2 separate regions of the Hordeum vulgare genome follow, and region 2 is linked to region 1. Evidence: chromatin contacts called from public Hi-C data. All regions are on one chromosome and are shown on one strand. Each heading gives the region's core, a stretch centred on a gene start, on an enhancer-like site or on the middle of the called end of the contact. The rest is flanking DNA. Distances are from core to core; before and after follow the strand shown. Region 1 holds the start of LOC123426635 (histidinol dehydrogenase, chloroplastic). Region 2 holds the start of LOC123430246.

Region 1 (6,540 bases), core at 1,108-3,607:
AATGTATAAAAATGGATATATCCAGAATTAAAATACATCTAGATATATTTGTTCCTATGACAAGTATTTCCGTACGGAGCAGTACATCATAAGACCAAGTTTTCTTATTCACCAAATTTCATTGGAGCTCTAGAGATCTAAAATTTGAACGAAAAAAGGTTCAAACATGAGGATCTCTGCTAATCCAAGCTTATGAACCGGCATGAGAATCTTTGAGATCATGAGGTGCATGCAACTACTCAGTAATCTTGTTGAGCATATGTGGATCCACAATGGAATGAGCTAATATTTAAATTGTGCACCTAAAATTAATTTTATATAAGAACTATGTATTTTTTGGTACCAACATTTGCTATTTATGTGATGCATTAGCATGTATGATGGACATGCATAAATTTTCATGGATTTGAGACTCCGATTTGAGGTATATGGTTGTCGGGTCCGAGATATGAGGGGTTGTTTAGATGCCTCCGCGCAAATGCCTGAACGGGTCCACGGAAGTTTGAGGTGCTGGATTTTTCAAATCTGGCTATAGATATTATGAGAAAGCAACAATGGATATTTCCTATGGGGAAGAAAGCGGGTTGTTGGTTGATGTCTAGGAGCAGAGATAAAACATTTTTTAATAATTGCGAGTCTAGTAAACTCTATGAGAAAAATTGTAAATATTCCACTAAGACTTGTTTGAAATGGGGCTATTTTTGTGACGATGCCAAAAAGAGCCTAAACCTAGCAAAAAGTCACTTTGATGGACGGGTGCATTGGAGCCCTTTATTTTGAATAGTGTCAAAATGGTATTTTGATGTTTCAAAAAATTCTAAAAACAATTTCACATGTTCATATGTATGTATGTTACACATGTGAAAATTTTGATGATGAAACAAGTAACCATGTGAGTTACACAGAAATGATAAAATCATGAATTTAAAAAGATGAACAATGCATGTATTATTCACTATTAAGAAATTGTCTTTTTGTCATTTTTGTATAGCTCACATGTTTACTTGTTTCATCACCAAACTTTACACATGTATAATATCCAATCATATGATCATGTAGAATTCTGTTCGGATTTATTCATTGAAAATTTAAATCTGATTTTTAAACTATTTAAAATAAAGTCCTCCAATGTATCCATGTTCCAAAAATGCACTCTCCTAAACCTAGACCGTATATTGTGTTAGGGTAAACACCGCAAAATGTTGTAGATGTATCTTTTGTATCAGTCAGTTTTCACCCATTTCAATATTTTATAAGGTTTTTTTCTTTTATGAAAATTCCAAATGGAGGCCGAACTTCATGGAGGTTTTAATATGAAACTTCAAACTCAAAAAAATAGTTTGGAAAAATTCTGAAAAAATTGCAGGCTTTTTAGACTGATGTAGGTGTAGATGTGTGTAAATTTTTAGCCAAAAAAATAGTTCAAACCTAGAGAGATGATGTAGATGTGTGTAAATTTTCAGGTGAAAATACGTTCAATGGGAGCTATACAAAAGTAAATCCGGGCTTTTTAGCATATGCATTGTTCATCTTCAAAGTCCATGTTTTTTTGCGCAGCTTACAATTGAAGTTATTTGATCTGAAAATTTACACACATACACATTGCATCCTTGTATACCTGTGTATTTTCTCCAGATCTTTTTGAAACTAAAAAAATTTGAATTTTAAAAAATAGAAAAATCAAGGCCTCCGTGTAGCTCGGTCTTGAAAATGCCCCACTCCTATATTTCAAGACTACATTTTAAAACATTTATAGCAAAAATGATTTATTTTTAGGGGCGTGTTACACCTTCATTGGCTGATCTTTTTGAAATATTAGCCAGCTCGCGAGCAGTTAGATTTCCCGCATCGAGCGAGCCGCATCTTAATCATTGCAACACAGGTCTTGTTGCAAAATTATATCTGCAACATTTTTCTTGTTGCAGATTTTTTTGCAACAACTGTTTTGTTATAAAAGAATTATAACTTAGATTTTTGTTGCAGATATTTTTTTACAACCGAGGTCTTGTTATAAAAAAATTCATAACAAAGATTTTATTGCAAAACATAAACCTGTTGTAAATAATTGCAACACCGTATATATTTTAAAAACATACTCCATGTTGCACCAACGCGTCCGACGAATGATGGTATGGTCCTCACTTGAATGTGTGTCATGCAAGAAAGGTGACGGATGGGACGCTACGATCCGCCAGGTGATGGTAATCTTTTCCCTTATTTTTAAGTGTGTTTTTGCAACCGGATTGAGCCAAGATGTTGAGCCCACCGTCCGAACTGCAAATGTGTGTGGCAGCACTCGGGCCGCCTAGGCTCGGCCCATCAAAATAAGCATCGCCACCTACGGCCTATCCAGCGCCGCCACTCTCTCGTTTTCCCCATCCCTTGAGACGGCGCCTCCTTTGCCGGAGCACTCAGCACAGTAGACCACGGTCACGGACATCGGCGACCTCCTTCACAGCGTCGCTTTGCCGCCGGCCGTAGAAACCCTTCACCGCCGCCGTTTGGTTTCGGTTCGTCTCCCTACCTTCCGTTCGGCTTAACCATAGCGTATCTTCCCCCATGCTTCTGATTCTCCAACGCCCCAGAAACAGAATTGAATCGGGCTCTGTTGATGGGCAGCTTGCGCGCTCCGCCTCAGCTCGCCGGCGGTACCAGCCTCGGTCGCGGTTACCGGCTCTGTCTTGCCTCCTCCGGGGTCCCCAAATCCAAAGGTGCGAGCTTTTGACTTGCGTATTCTGTTGTTGTTAGCCTTTGGTTCCTAAGCTAGTTGGATAAGATTCTCTGGACTGTAATTTGCCTACTTGGTTGTTTCAGTGTTGGGTGTTAGCTGCGCGATGAAGTCCTATAGGCTGTCCGATCTCAGCGATGCCGAGGTTAGCGGCCTCAAGGCGCGCCCTCGCATTGATTTCACCTCCATTTTCAGCACGGTAAGATAATAGTGAGGTTATTCATGGGTATGGAGTTGAAATTGTGCCCTAGTCTGACATCCATGGGATTTTGATTTGTGGGATTAGGTGAATCCGATTGTTGAAGATGTGCGAGCCAGAGGTGATGCTGCGGTTAAGGAGTAAGTGTTGTGTACTGTTTGAACGTTCTGTTCATGGCCTATTGCAGAACTTTTCTTACTTTGTTGTACATGGTCTGTTCAGTTATACAGAAAAGTTTGACAAGGTCACTCTCGATAATGCTGTTGTGCGTGTTAGGGATCTCCCAGATGCAGAGGTACCCATCTTGTGATGTGCATTTACGTTCTGCACTTGTCTTGTTAATTTAACCGAAGTCACAAGCAGATAATTTTCAGTTTTTTCTCTCCACATGCCATGTTGATATATCATACATGGCTTGTTTGGTTCCTTATTTCTTCAGTTGCAGCTCGCCATTCCATTCTAGGTTTTATCTACTTGCGTTCAGATGTTTCTAATCCTTAGAAATAAGTACACCTGATGTCAGTATATTTTGTGTCCAGATTCAGATGTTTTTTTTTCATTTGCTAGATGATTTTGGCTGTCTTACCTTCATCAAATTTGCAGCTTGATCCAGCTGTGAAGGAAGCCTTTGATGTGGCATATGACAATATTTATGCCTTCCATGTTTCACAAAAGTCGCCAGAAAAGACAGTGGAGAATATGAAAGTAAGAGAATAAGAGATGCTTTGATGCCCCCATTTACGTTTTGGCCTTTCTATATGCTTATGCTTATTTGTGAAGGGTGTGAGATGTAAAAGGATAACTAGATGCATTGGTTCTGTCGGGCTGTATGTTCCAGGGGGCACTGCAGTCTTGCCTTCAACTGCATTGATGCTTGCTGTGGTATGCTCATGTTTATTCAAATACTCTATACTAAGATACCTGCAGTTATTCATTGTCTTAAATTTCTCATGTGGATTCTCTTTTTTAACAGCCTGCGCAGATTGCTGGATGCAAAACTGTAGTTCTTGCCACACCCCCTAGTCGTGATGGTAGCATATGTAAGGTACGCTTTGTGGGGCATGGAAATGCTGCTGTTTTTGTAAGGTGAAATTGAAGAAATCTGAACATTATTCCTATTTTGTGCAGGAGGTTTTGTACTGTGCCAAGAAAGCTGGTGTTACACACATACTAAAAGCTGGTGGCGCTCAGGTATAAGGATATTTTGAGATATTGTTTGTTTCTATGTAGTTCAATGTTATCGATGTCCTTCAATTATTTTAAATGTTCTCTACTTTCAGGCAATCTCCGCTATGGCATGGGGAACTGCATCATGCCCAAAGGTGCTCAAGATCTATTCCACTATGATTTACTTGTTCAAAATCCGTAGGGCATTTTATGTCTTGATCATGAAACTTGTACAATGTATTGAGATGCACTTGTTAAAGGACTGTAAATAAAACTTCATTGAGTTGAGCACTTCTGTGGAGTCATATCATGCTCTTTGCAGTTCATAACCTGCTCAAAATGTCTATGCAAATGTAGGCGTGTGCACTCGTTAGATGCAAAGATTGTTCCTCATTCTATCTTTGTAACTCGCTTGGCAGGTTGAGAAAATATTTGGTCCTGGCAACCAGTATGTCACAGCTGCTAAAATGATTCTTCAGGTCTATTCTGCTCTTTCTGTGTAAATCATAACCTGTATCTGCCTTTTCCGGCATCTTCTTTCTGTGCATTCCTTTTTGTGGTTCTTATTCTTATTTGACTGCAGAACAGCGAAGCTATGGTCTCTATAGACATGCCTGCTGGCCCTTCAGAAGTTCTGGTAATTGCTGACAAATATGCCAACCCAGTTCATGTTGCCGCTGATCTGCTATCTCAGGTATGTTCCCTTCCTGTTACTCTGCTCTGTAATGCCAGAGTGTGTAGGTTGAGTTGACTATTGTTCATTAAACCTGAGGATAACTGATAAAGATAAGATAATATTGATATTTGCGAATCATTTTAATGTATGTGTTAGATCACAGTTGGTTGGTCTATCTTGTAGGCAGAACATGGCCCAGATAGTCAGGTTGTGCTAGTTATTGCGGGAGATGGTGTTGATTTAGGTGCCATTGAAGCAGAAGTTAGCAAGCAGTGTGATGCTCTTCCTAGAGGAGACTTTGCTTCCAAAGCACTTGGCCACAGTTTCACTGTGTTTGCCAGAGATATGGTTGAGGTAATTATTCGTTCGTGTCATTCCTTACTATACCCGCCTGGTTCATCGCCTGCGATGCAAAAGGGCTATCGTTTTATGGCCTTTGTCCTTAGATGCTTGCTTCTAAAAGGAGTTAGCTATCAGTATGCATTGTAGAAATTTGAAGTCGTGAATTAAGAACTATCTGGTTACTTCCTGTTCTCAAGGATTGTTGACCTCCCCTGTTTGTCCCCCTTTTCAGGCATTATCATTCTCAAATACGTATGCTCCTGAGCATTTGATCATCAATGTAAAGGAAGCCGAGCAATGGGAGGAGCTCATCGAGAATGCAGGTAGGCATGGCCATCAGAGCTTAGTTGAAGCCAAACGCATCTTGATTCGTATCCCACTCCTTGCATACTTCGACCTGCTTAGTGTTTGGTCTTGCAACTACAGGGTCAGTTTTCCTGGGACAATGGACCCCCGAGAGCGTGGGCGACTACGCCAGTGGGACGAACCATGTCCTCCCAACCTATGGTTACGCGAGGATGTACAGCGGTGTGTCGCTGAACTCTTTCCTCAAGTACATTACTGTTCAATCCTTGACCGAAGAAGGGCTGAGAAGGCTGGGTCCCTACGTCGCAAAGATGGCAGAGGTCGAAGGGCTAGAAGCGCACAAGCGAGCTGTTACCCTCAGATTGCAAGAGATTGAAGCCACTGTAACCGTGTAAACTGTTAACATGGTCTGTTGTACCTGTCTATCTGATGCTTGGGAACTGATATTTTTCTTCATTATGGGATGGAACCTGCCAGAGTTTAAGGTGACGAATACGAAAGTTGTTTCATGGAATAATGCTACTTGTGTCGATCTTTTAAGGGCCTGCTACGCATCCACCGGTGGATGTTTACTAAACATTCACCACTTGGTGGGCCGTCCGATCTACGCGTAGCCGTCCGATCTGCTCCGGCCAGGCACCCTATAATTCCTGAAACGATGGATGAGTTGCAGAAACTTTTGCTTTGTTGCAAGAAATAAATTTTACACCCGTTAATTCCTGAAACAACGGTCAAGTTTCAGAAACAATTTGCTTGTTGCAGAATTTTTTTTCTTCGTCTTTCTGCAACATAGGTACTTTTGTGGAAAGATGTTTTTGTAACAAAGGTCATGTTTCAGGAATTTTTGCAACAAAAGGTATTATGGACACGTGTTGAACATACGAGCCGACGGACAGGAAACACGCGATCAGCCGATAGAACGTGATCTTTTTCCATCTTTTTTAAATGAATAAACTTGTGAGCATAGTTTGTTGAGACAAGTCCATGTCTCTTGTGCCATAATCTCATGATATTTTGATATTGTGGCAAATGGCTAGCAGAATGCCCTCTATCTCGCTGGCTCATCATAAGCTGCGTTCCAGGAGCCGGCAGCCAAAAATGTCACCGCTGAGAGAGGTCCCC
Region 2 (6,540 bases), core at 2,740-5,239, 220 kb before region 1:
ATTTCCCTCCTTGATTCCATTTTTTTTTACGATCGATTACAAAGTCAACCCTAGTTTGTACCCTCGTAGTACCTCATTTGAAATCATTGTCTTGTTGGGTACGCCATTCATATATTGCTGTCCTCCTGGATCGGATGTGTGTTCAAAAGTAATGGAGGATGAAGATTGCTGCCGCATGTACGTGTCCTGGACCACATGCAATCTGCTGGCATACCCACTCATGTCCTGATTGGAGCTACAGGTATAGGTACTGCCACTGCGTGCCGGCCATGGCTTCTGTTGTGTTCATGTGATTTCAGCGTCTGAACTCAGCCTACTGTTGTCGTGAATCACCAGCTTTAAAACAATAGTAATGTACAGTATTATGTATACCAGCTAAGTTTTTTTTTTTGAACACGTATATACCAGCTAAGTAGTACACCCCTTTTCCAAGTAGGCATTGGATGCTGCGAGGTATCCTCCATGTACCGGAATTACAGCTTTATTGTGTGCATGCCTTTTCTGTTGCAATATCCTGCTCCCTCCATTCCAAGATAATTGAAGTTCTAAGTTTATCCCAAATCAACCATCTTTTAAGTTTGACCAAGTTAATAGAAAAATATGTCAACATCTACAACATCAGCTCTATAAAGAGTTCGGCAGCTCTCCGCTCCGTGGCTCCGCACCTGGAGCTGCCGAAGCAGCACCGAACAAGTCAGCTCCGCGCATTCCTCATCCCGGAGCCGAGCGGCCCGCAGGCCATTTTCTTGGAGTGGCCAAAGTGTCGATCCGTGCGCTCCTGTATTTTGCGTAGCCGGTGGATTGCCGAACAGGCTCAGAGTATGCAAATATATTTTATAATGAATCTAGTGAAACTCATTTGATGTTGTAGATGTTGATATAATTTTTCTAGACTTGCTCCAACTTTTTTTAACAAGTGGGAGGCGCACAAGGCGCCAAATTCATTTCAAACCAAACATGTTACAGCATAGATTACAACTCCTGGGCAATGGAGCACTAATAGATATTGCAAGAGGGGCAGCTAAATTGCCTATGAGCCTGTTTGAGACAACTAAAGACAGGTTCTGCATTGCTAGTAAGAACCTGATGAGCACTATTGAGGGCTACACTGTAAAAATCTCTGGATATGTGGAAGATTGCTGAAGAAATTCTGCTTGGTGTAGCTGAAGAAATCTTCAGATATTGCCTGATCAGCCATCTAATTTCAGAAATAGTGATGTTTATTTGAGCCGCTGCTTTGGCCAAAGTCAAGTTAACTGTGAAAAACATGACTTCCTGCAAATTAAGCTGGAGAGCTCCAGCTTCAGTCTTTCCCCAAACTTTAAGATGTTTGACTTGGGACAAATCTATAACTTGGAGCAAGTATGAATTAACCAACAGAAAACACCTACAACCAAAACTAAGAGAGTTTTCTGTAGTGGGTAGTCTTGTGTTACTGTGAATCCCATAAATGGCCGGTTAGTTGGGCTTGTTCTCACTAGCCTAACATGTTGACCTTCGGCAGAGGCAGGTGAGTTAGCATCGTTATGCAAGTCAATGGCATAAGTTGGCCACAATGAAGGCAAACACTAGGTCAATAAATTAGCAAAGCCGTTTAGAGGACTGCTAGCGACTCTGGTTTCCGAGCGAATCCTGAACTTATGCCACCATTGCATCGGATAAATGTTCCCAATTGTTTGTGTAATCATATCTGATAGGAGTAGAATCTTCTTCTTCAGAATTCCACGATGTTTAGATCAGTAAGGCTGGACCATGTTTCATTTGCTTCTTCTCTTTGGGACCTCTCGGATTCATTAGAGTGGCAGTCATGTCCTGGAATAATTGAGAGGGTCCCGATTTTATTTTAGAAGAAGAGTTGATATGTCAAACACAAGTTTTGTGTTTTGTTTAAAGCTCGCAATCGACGTCGGCGACGGCTATGGTTGTGTGCGCGGTTTACTCAAAGCTAGAGGATGACAAGGATTGTGGAGGAAAAGTGTTTTTATCCTCATCTCCACCCGGCTTGACATATCCATAAAGGTTTCTTAACTTGCTTGTTTATCACTCTTGCGCGTCAGAATCCCAAATTCGGTTCTAAGGGTGCAAAGCAGCTTACCCAACAGTGTAATGAAAAGGAGCAAACAGTTGACACAAAATGTAATGTTGCAACTTTTGCTGTATATTTCTGAAATCCACAACACATTCACAGTCAGGTGTCAATCAAATCAGCGCGCAAGCCAAAAAAAAAACAATGTCAATGAACTTCCCCACGTCTACTAATGTTTAGACCAGTAAAACTACCATTCACAGCCTCACGTTCCTGTGATTCTGTGAAGCATCGGATCAATTCACAACCGGCATCAATCAGTACATCCATCCTAAATTTCATTTCCAAGCACGCAAACCAAGAAGAAGATGAAAAAAGATTGGTGAAATCTTGTGGCGGAATGTACAGATCAGGTGATCTTGGAGGAGCTCCTGAAGCCTTGAATCAGCAGGCAGAACCCCTGCCCTGACGGCCCCTGCTTCTGTCGCTGGCCGCGCGCCGGCGCCGGCGCCAGAGGCTTCTCGTGTTCCTTGTCGCTGTCGTCGCTGCTGGCGGCGCCGTCGTCGTCGTCCGTCCACAGCCTCGTCTCCGACGCGCCGCGCGCGTGGAACGTGAAGACGGCGCTGGACGACGAGGCGGAGGGGTCGATCGCGTGGAAGAGCCAGCCGTGGAGGTCCCACGTCATGTCCACCGGCGCGCCGCCGTCGAGGATGAGGGTGTGGCTGCCGCGGAAGTTCCACCGCAGGCGCCGGAGCTGCACCACCTTCCTTCCGTCCACGGTCACCCACGCCTCCGTGTCGCCCTCCAGCCCGACGCCGATCTCGTGCTCCGCGCCGGACTCCAAGAAGCGTGCTTTCGTGGACCAGCACCCGCACCCGACGAACCGCTCCCGCCGCCGCGCCATCCGCGACTCGGCGACCGGTATCCCGCCGTGCAGCCGCTCCACGTAGCCCCGGCTCATGTCGCCGAGCAGGAGGACGAACTCGGCGTCGGCGACGACGGCGACGTAGAACCCGGAGACGGGCTCGGGCCCCGCGCCGTAGCGCGCCGCCGCGTAGTCCCAGAACACGCCCACCACGCAGCTGCCCGCGGTGAAGGTGCCGCTCCCCTTCCGCCTGTGCAGGTGCCGCGGGGCGGCGGCGGCGGCCCCGCCGGCGCGCTGGTGGCGCGAGGCCGCGGCGGCGTCGTGGACGGCGACGGAGAGCGCGGGGCCGTCCTGCGACCGCGCCCACGTGACGTCCACGAGCAGGTCCTTCCCGGACGCCGAGAGCCGCGAGCGGTACACGCTGGTGACCGCGCTCATCCCCGCCGCCCTGCCCCCGCCGTCCACCGGCCCCATCGCCGCCGCCGCCACGGCCGCATTTGCGCCCGCGGAGCCGGAGCAGGCGACGTCGGAGATCCTGACGGCGTGCCCGCTGAAGCACGACACCAGGTCCTTCATGCCCAGTGATGAGTAGGTGGAGGCGTCGTTACGTACGTGCGCCCACGGCACGGCACGCCACGCCAGGAGCACGAGCACGAGGAATCCCTCTGGGGTTTGGCTAGAGCGCGGATGGCATTTTGCAGACGGCGACGGGCAATAGGCGACGGTAGGAAGGGAATGAAGCAAGTTCGGTAATGGCAGGAGAAAGGTATCTCTTAATTGGGAAGCCTGGAGCCAGAGGCTGACAGGCAATAGGCTGGTGCTCGCAAGCTAGGTATAAAATCTTTGGCAGGGGTTTCCCCTCCAATGTCTTGTGCTCGACCTCAACCACTACGGATATGTATTCCCTCCGATGCTTCTGCTTTATTAGTACTAGTAGTACGAGTAGAGTAGGTCTGGATAGTGGAGAACAAATTCGATGGGTGCGCGCAGAGCAAAGCAAATTCAATCATGTCTGCGTCATGTTCTTGTATTTCGTTCGTTCGTTCGTTGGGAGGCTTCCAATCCAACTGCGAACGTACCAACGAACGGAAAAGGAGGCCTAAATGACCGAGCTTCTTCCTTCCTTCTTTACTGCTTTCCTAAATGCCCGCTGAAACTTCCGAAACGAAACGGTCGGCACCTGTAGCTGTAGGAACGAAAAAGGGAAAAGGGAGGGCAGCCGAGCAGTCCGAGACGGGCCACGTCCATGCACTAGTTAGGAACGTACGGACGGACGGACCGACCAGCCAAGCCAAAACTTCGTGTCGCGGCAGCGCTGTAAACAGACCTTGGGATTGGATAGCGACACATGAGTTCTTGCTTGCCTCGGCAGCGAGTGGCCTGTGGGGGCTGCGGGCTTCGCACCATGTACGTATTATTTTGGCGCACGCGGACGCGTTAATGGAAGGGGCGCACTGCCGTCATCTTCTCCGGTCGTGTCGAGGCCACAAACTCCGCTGGATTCCAATTGTTTTCTTTTTTACAAGACTTGCACGGTCGAAACCGAATCGCGTGATGGATGGAATGGTGGGATACAGCAAGAAATCGTTACAAAATCCGGTGGTGTTCGCGGACACGACCGGCCCGCCGGGGAGTCTGCGTTCAACAGCCACAGGAAATATTTTCAAAAAAGAAAAACAGCCACGGCAGGCAGGCGGTCCCAACTCCCAACCGAGACCATTTCGCACGTAGACGGTCACGGTCGTTCAAACATGAGATGGCGTCTGTGCCGCCTGCGGTACACTATAACTGCACTGACCCGGTTGACGGCACTCGGGCCCCCAAAGCTGAAAAGGCCGGCAAAATCAAGAGCGGACGTTTGGAGCTCGGCCTCCATGGAGGCCGAAATTTTTGAATAATTCAAAATTCAAACTTTTCGGTATCGAAAAAATCTGAAAAAAAATATGAAAGTAAAGAAGGATGTTATCCGTATGTGTGCAAAAATTTAGGATGAAATACCTTGAAATACGATCTGCACAAAAAAGACAAATTTATAACCTGAAATGATGAATAGTGTCGTGTGTAAAAAAGCCTCAGATTTGTCTTTTTTGCACAGCCCTGGCGCGGGTAGTAGGTGACGGTGAATGGCGCGCCCTCGGCCGCGAGACGCACGGTGTCGTCCACCTCCTGGGGTGGGACCTGCGCACGCGTTGCGGGGCCGTCGCTCGGGGCCCTGCTGGGAGACGGCGGGGAACCTGGGCGCGCGGCGGATCCCGGTGAGCAGCTCCCCGTCGGCGCGGCGCATAAAGACGACGGCGTCGCCCGCGACGAGCAGCTTGGCGTTGACGAACTTGCTCCAGCCGGTGGTGAGCAGGTGGCGGCGCGGGGTGCCGCGGTAGATGTGGCGGAAGTCCCAGTGCTTGCCGAGCGGGTCGGTCATGCGGAGCCGCTGCACGGGCGGGTCGGCCTCGAAGTCGAGCGGCGGGAAGACGAGCTCGGCGCAGAAGCGGGGCACCGAGAAGCCGCCGCCGTTGTTGGCGTCGCTTTGCGTGAGCTGCTTGGCGTAGTAGCGGAACGCCGTGGGCTCCGGGCGACGCGCGGAGGCGTGGGGGAGGTCTGGCGCGGGGGCGCGGTGGGGTCCGGGGACGAGGCAGACGGTAGCGAAGGGCTCGTCGGTCTTGGGGTCGGCGAAGAGGTGGACGGCGGCGACGGTGCAGGGGAAGAGGTTGTGCGCGGGCGCGCGGGGCGGGGTCGGGCACTGCTCCGAGTGGCAGTGCGGGAAGTAGTAGACCTGGGAACCGACGACGGGGACGCGGGAGAGCGGGGTGGCGCCGAGCATAAGTGCATGTGTGGCGCCTAAACTCTCGGCGTCACACTGCAACATGTGCAACGTCCGAGGCGTCACCCAAAAGGGTCAGCTGAGTGAATTTTTTTCAAACGTAGTTCAGTTTGTAAATTTTTACTATGGTCATATTTGTCGATTTTGCCGAAAAGGCCAAAGCAGCTGCAGCCGCAGCCGAGCAAGCAAACCCAGCAGCAAGCCGCCGCGTACGGTCGCGGCGCTCGCGATCTCGCAGGTGTCAGGGCCGAGACCGGGACCTTCCGTCGTCTCCTCGGCCCCGCATGTGCCTGCGCTGCGCGGAATTAAAATCGGGAGCTGTGCTGCTGCTGCTGCTGCTGCAGATCTCGCCGCGCCCTGGCGGGTAAATAAATTGGGAGCGGCGCTGTTGCCTGTGAAGCAGGGAACAGCGGGTGCTCCTCCTGCTCCGCAGCAGTGCCGCTCCCGTGGACCATCGCGTCGCAGTTGGACGGTGCGTTTCGGCGCGGAGTTGGGTTTCGGCAGGCGGGCACGTTCTTTTCCTGGCCTTCCCTTCAACCGCCCGAGCACGAAGCCGGCACGCTTCATCGGGTAAACAAATACGGCCGCGGAACGCCTTTTTGCCCCTGCGAAATCAGCGCAACGGAGCCATGTGACCGCCTACCCGGGCCGTTGGGACACGCAAGATTCATGTGCACAGTGCACGGTGCACTTGCAAGAGAATAAATCAAACTAAATCAGCATCAGCGTGCCTCTAAGCCGGGCAAAGTACGATATCATGTGATTGTCCTCCTCCCCCGGGTGATAGATCGATCCATCCATCGCTCGCTCGATCTACCATAATCATTGACC

Evidence for each region. Hi-C and Micro-C count contacts between places; a contact is called where the count stands out from the background.
Region 2: a contact with region 1 is called in a Hi-C map of seedling, with 6 times the contacts expected there. The contact joins the promoter of LOC123430246 here to the promoter of LOC123426635 in region 1. A contact is called at or near these places in 3 of 6 Hi-C or Micro-C datasets (leaf and seedling) and 1 of 1 datasets of contacts at active chromatin or transcription factors (embryo).

The regions. Positions count from the first base shown.
Region 1 is chr2H:455,443,454-455,449,993 of MorexV3_pseudomolecules_assembly, reverse strand. It overlaps LOC123426635 (histidinol dehydrogenase, chloroplastic), which reads left to right and starts at 2,357. Exons shown (of 15, transcript XM_045110496.1): 1 at 2,357-2,510; 2 at 2,586-2,711; 3 at 2,815-2,927; 4 at 3,015-3,067; 5 at 3,150-3,222; 6 at 3,531-3,632; 7 at 3,708-3,809; 8 at 3,901-3,972; 9 at 4,056-4,118; 10 at 4,208-4,249; 11 at 4,514-4,573; 12 at 4,678-4,788; 13 at 4,954-5,124; 14 at 5,345-5,435; 1 more. The coding sequence starts at 2,612. The coding sequence ends at 5,813.
Region 2 is chr2H:455,668,503-455,675,042 of MorexV3_pseudomolecules_assembly, reverse strand. LOC123430246 reads right to left here and starts at 3,989. Exons shown (of 1, transcript XM_045114121.1): 1 at 2,138-3,989. The coding sequence starts at 3,467. The coding sequence ends at 2,436.